Linked DNA regions of Mus musculus: region 2 is linked to region 1. A link is a contact called in public HiChIP or PLAC-seq data. All regions are on one chromosome and are shown on one strand. The core of a region is the stretch at or near the end of the contact, and the rest is flanking DNA. Distances in the headings are between cores, read along the strand shown. Region 1 overlaps Vps8 (VPS8 CORVET complex subunit). Region 2 overlaps Igf2bp2 (insulin-like growth factor 2 mRNA binding protein 2).

The links. HiChIP or PLAC-seq counts read pairs in DNA pulled down with a chosen protein or histone mark.
Region 2: a contact with region 1 is called in an H3K4me3 HiChIP or PLAC-seq map of bone marrow-derived macrophages, with 7 times the contacts expected there. The contact joins two enhancer-like sites. A contact is called at or near these places in 2 of 115 datasets of contacts at active chromatin or transcription factors (bone marrow-derived macrophages and large pre-B cells).

Annotation. Positions count from the first base shown.
Region 1 is chr16:21,498,561-21,501,260 of GRCm38.p6, forward strand. Vps8 (VPS8 CORVET complex subunit) reads left to right here. Exons shown (of 47, transcript NM_001285893.1): 22 at 1,628-1,850. Among named protein-coding and RNA genes, the nearest start is that of Vps8, 77 kb to the left of the region's middle. Within about 2 kb of position 1,326, at least 42 of the 459 cell types and tissues checked have an H3K27ac peak or open chromatin away from gene starts, as enhancers often do. A contact at or near this core is called in bone marrow-derived macrophages, where this site is marked.
Region 2 is chr16:22,096,502-22,099,201 of GRCm38.p6, forward strand. The region is part of intron 2 of Igf2bp2 (insulin-like growth factor 2 mRNA binding protein 2); the gene reads right to left. Among named protein-coding and RNA genes, the nearest start is that of Igf2bp2, 65 kb to the right of the region's middle. Within about 2 kb of position 1,305, at least 50 of the 459 cell types and tissues checked have an H3K27ac peak or open chromatin away from gene starts, as enhancers often do. A contact at or near this core is called in bone marrow-derived macrophages, where this site is marked.

The DNA of each region.
Region 1 (2,700 bases), core at 76-2,575:
GTGTTTCTGTTTGCTCTACACTTAATCGTTCTTCTTCATTTCCCCAATTTGAAAAGGATGCCTCCCATTGAGATTCCCCTTAGGAGCAAATTGCACACAATGCAAATATCATTTTTACTAGACTTAATGCCAGTTTTATTTTGCAGTGGTCTAGAGGCCATGTGAAGTAATCATACTTTTAAACTGTAAAAACGGTGCAGTATTTGGATTATATTTTAGTAAACTGTAATGGTGCTAGTCACATTGAGTTTCTATCACCATGGTTCGTATCTGAAGCGATTAAGCCTAAACGACTCAGTTGCGTGGCATTCTGAGCCTGCAGTACCTCAGTAGCCCAAGTGGACAGGACGTAGTCCTCGGATATTCAGCTTTGTCTTAGTACAGATTGGCAAGTCTCAGATAGACAGTGCCCTCTCCTCTCAGAGTCTGCAGTTATTGTCAGCTAAGTTCTTCACATTTTAAGAAGTTATAAAACAATGTGTGAGTTTAGCCTTTTTTTTTCTGTTTGCAGCAAAAAAAATAAGCTCTCCAAAATATCCCTATTAATAGAGCATTAGTAACACTGAGCTCTTTCGAATGACCTCATCTCTTATTCAGCAGACTTCATGTTACAGGAGGTAAAGCCAAAAATAGTGCAGGGCAAGGCTGAAGTTAGTCCTTCTAGGAAACATATCAGTACCCTGGAGCATAAAGCGTAAATACAGAAACAGGGTGTACCTTCCTCTTGTCTTCCTTTCCCGATGCGTAACACATTTTCTCCCAGAATACTGAGCTCATGCTGTAGAATTTTGCTTCCTTTTAATTTTGAAGTAGTGAGACAGATAGGAGTTGCTGAGTCTGATTTTTCTTGCTCTTTGGTGCTAGCCTCTGGGTGGACTTGCCTTAGCCTTACCACTACTGCGTGTTGCCCTTCCTCTGTTGCAGACGTGTCTTGTCTGTTAACATCCGTGCTGTTTGCTGAACTTGTAGCTTTCCTGGGAAAGTGAAGGATCAGAGCTCATGGAGCCTGAGGTCACTGGGAATGTCGGTGGCAGGAGTGGGGGAAGGGCGCGTGGTCCTTTGATACTTCTGCCCTACTTCATGGTGTCTGCCCTTTACCTACTTACTGCTTTAAGAAGCAGTTGCCCTAAGAATCGCACACAGGATGTGAGCCAGAGAGCTGGGTTCAGATTCTCACTGATAATCCCAGTGTGGTTTTAGCAAGGAGCTGAGCTTTGTCAACTTCGTTTGGCCCGAGGGTCAGAATCATTCTGCTCTCTACCCCGTGGGACCTGAGATCAGACTCAGGCTGGCATGCTTGCTGGCACGCTCCCTTCCCTACTGGGTCATCTTGCTGGTCCTGTGTGGTCTGTTTTATGGCCTTGAGCTCATACTCGCCTGGGCTCAGCTTTCTGAGTGTTAGGTTGCTGGAATGCACCACCGTGTCTGGCAGGACTTCTTATGTGTAAAATTGTTGGGAAGATTGACTGTGTGCAGTATGGCAATGTAAACTTCAGGGCAAACATTGCTAGTGTTTTTGTTAAGCTGATGTAAACTGAAGTCTGGAAAAGATGTGACATACTTAGACTAAGTTTAATCGGTATTTGGAATAGTCCTAAAACTGCTTTTTTTTTTCTTTCTGTTATAGGGATCTTCTATTTGGTCAAATGTACGACAAATTAAGTGAAAATTCCGTCGCAAAAGGCGTGTTTTTGGAGTGCCTTGAGCCATATATCTTAAGTGATAAACTGGTGGGGATTACTCCCCAGGTCATGAAGGACTTAATTGTTCATTTCCAAGATAAAAAACTGCTGGAGAATGTGGAAGCCCTCATTGTCCACATGGACATCACCAGCCTCGACATTCAGCAGGTAAGCTGAGCGTCTGCCCACAGAGGAGGCACTCCACCGTCATTGACCCAAGGCCTCTCTGTCTGCCTTCTTCAGACCCAGTTAGTGAGCCTTTTTATAATAATGTACTTCTTAGGCGCTTGTGTAAGTCAAACCCAGGTAGTAAATGCTCCCGAGCCAGAGAGTGTGTCTTCTGCTTCTTGGACCTTCTCCAGAGCTCATGGCTGCTTATTGTTGGATCACCCAGGAAATGCTTTTTGCCTGGTCCTCACTCAGTGCATTCAGTAACATGGCCTTCATCTGGAAGGCTGTTTTTCAACCATGGATACCTACTCATTAATAATAGACCATGTTTACATTTAAAGAATGACGCCATTTAAAAAACAGCTAGTACATGGAGCAGAGTAGAGTTTTGAAATGTAGAGGCTGTTGTGAGAGGCAAATCACAGGGCTTCTTAGAATAAGCCGAAAACTGCGGATGATGGTGTGCGGGCCTCAGCAGCTGCGGCTGAGGGTATGTCTGAGCTCAGGCAGCTGTGGCTGATGCTATATCTGAGGTTCAGGCACCTGTGGTTGGTAATATATCTGGGTTTAGGTAGTTGTGACTGATGGTATTTAATTCTTTAATCATATTAAACTACCTAGTGAGTGTGATACTCCAAGAGTTTAAGGTATGCCTGGCTTTCACATGTCTTGGGAGAACCAAACCCTTTTGAGAAGGTTGCAGAGCCCACAGAATGAAAGCCTTGAGAATACCACAATATATTCCTAATGTCGGTGAGCATCCGAGGTAAAGCCCAGTCCTCTGAGCACATGCCTTTCTGGTATGTGGGTAATTTGGTGTAGTCTGACAACAGGCTAGTATTTTGAG
Region 2 (2,700 bases), core at 55-2,554, 600 kb after region 1:
CTCCTAGCACCAAGACAAATATAGGGATTTAAATTCACCTTTAAAAAACAAAAAAAATCAGGGGATGGGGGGCTTTTGAGATAGCATTTGAAATGTAAATGAAGAAAATACCTAATTAAAAAAAAATCCCAGAGAATCTTTTTGAAAAATAGATGAGCAGACTATGGTAAGACAGAATAAAAATTGCTTTAAAAACAACAACAACTGAATTTGTTTTCTCCAAATTTCAAATATATCTACTGCCTTTAAACTGAGGAACATTAATTAGGGGTAACTTCCTAGATAAAAATGTGATTTATAACCAATTCGGAGGATTTTGTCAAGAACATTTTCTCAGACATGTGAAGGGCCTCACCTGCCTAGCACAGCCACACAGTACACTGACAATGGCTGCCCCTTATAGAAGGGCACACCTCTACAGAGTTACTAAAGTGTATGAGCACATGGTGTGTTAAAGTTAAATCAGAAAACCAGGCCTGAAGAGACATGAAGCTGGGGCAAGGGGGCAGCACCCTCACAAGGCTCCCATAAAATGGACACCTAGGGCCGGGCATGGTGGCACACACCTTTAATCCCAGCACTTGGGAGGTAGAGGCAGGAGGATTTCTGAGTTCGAGGCCAGCCTGGTCTACAGAGCGAGTTCCAGGACAGCCAGGGCTACACAGAGAAATCCTGTCACAAAAAACCAAAAAAAAAAAAAAAGAGCACCTAACATACAGGTGACAACCCAACCTAACAGACAGAGAGCTCCCAACCTCCCCACACACACCTCCCCCCCCACACACACCCCCAACCCCAGAAAGCCACTCTGTTGACTCTCAAACTGCTTTCCACTTGTCCAGGCCTTCAGTCACCTGAACCAGTCTGCTCTCAGCCTCTCTGGCCTCCACCACACTCACAGCTGCAGCTCAACCCTGCTCTGCAGCCTGCTCTGCCTCACGGGCAGCCATCTTAGCACTCCAGCCCAGGCGCTTTTCTCTGCTCCCACAATGATGACTTTGGGATTCCCATCTCAGGCATCTGAGAAGACGCTTGAGCTCCAGTAGCTTGAACCCCTTTGCAGCCATTCCAAAAGGAAGACACAGGTGTATTTACTGTGTGTCGCTTGATCCGAGAGCGAATGTCTAAGTAATCAAGAAAACCCTTCCTCTCCTCAGCCAGGGCCATCACAAGATGTAGGCAAATCAAATCAATGTCAATGATTTATTAGTATTCGAAAAATTCCATCTGTGTGCACCCACTAACAGGAAGTTGTACACAGGAAGTCAACACCTGATCCAACACTGGTGATTCATTTCCCCTTTCATCAAAGCTGTGCCGTGAGGCAGTGAGCTGAGAGGCAGGCAGCTAGACAAGACGATTCCAAACTGCAGTCAGAGCAAGCCTGCTGCAAAGAGAAGGCGGGGCAGAGGGCCAGCACAGGCCTCCTGTGGTTCAGGCTACAGATGGATCACAAAAACCCCAAACATCTCAATGAGCCTTACTCGAATTAGAATTTTAACAAACAGGGCAAACAGCCGAACTTAAGAGAAGTTTTAGAAATCCTTATCCAGCGCCAGTTATAAATTATCATCTGGGAGCCGAGAAGGATGAAGGATGAAATGTAGAAGCCTGCTGTGCAGAACTGCAGAAAAAAATATCAAGCAAAGCTTCCCAGGGAGCAGCTGCCAATCAAGGAGAGGGAGAACCCAAGGGCGAGTCCCACAAGCAAAACCAGAGGTGACTCAGGCCCAGGGAGGCCTGCACCTGGAAAAGGACACCATACTTAGTGGACACTGAAACCCACCAGAGTCCTACGGCGCAGCCCCTGGGTTGAGCTTCAGACAGAGAGGGTGAGCAGGAACAGGGTTCCATGCTCAATCTGCAGCGTAGCCTCTGCTGGGGCAGGCAGAGCTCCACACCCCAGCCTCTGCCTTCAGGGAACTAAGTCCACAGACTAGGAAGCTGGGTCACCAGACCAACACAAGTCTGAATCTTCCCAGCAGCTAGCCATGAAACGAAGTTTAACGATGGGCAGTATCAATGAGTTTTGGAGACTACCATGCCCAATTACCCCTGCCATTGAGTCTTCCCAGTAGAAATTCCAGACATAGGGCAAAGACAAAATCTCTTACTACACCATTCTTTTTTTTTTTTTTTAAGATTTATTTATTTATTATATGTAAGTACACTGTAGCTATCTTCAGACACTCCAGAAGAGGGCGTCAGATCTCATTACGGGTGGTTGTGAGCCACCATGTGGTTGCTGGGATTTGAACTCAGGACCTTCAGAAGAATAGTCAGTGCTTTTAACCGCTGAGTCATCTCTCCAGCTCAAAATGTAGACTGCTAGGATAGCTTTTTTGTTTGCTTATTTGTTTTGTTGTTTTGTTTTGTTTTTTGAGACAGGGTTTCTCTGTGTAGCCCTGGCTGTCCTGGAACTCACTATGTAGACCAGGTTGGCCTTGAACTCAGAAATCTGCCTGCCTCTGCCTTCCAAGTGCTGGGATTAAAGGCGTGGGCCATCACGCCCAGCACTTACTACACCATTCTTGACCCACAGAATCTGTACATATACAGAGTTTATATTTGAGCTAATTTGGGCTTGCTATGCAACCATAGATTCTACAAGTAGATATAGACTATTTTAAGGCAATGGAGGATCCTGAAAATTTGGGGGAGTAATTGAAAGTAAGCTGGAGGATTCCAGGAGGTTAATCT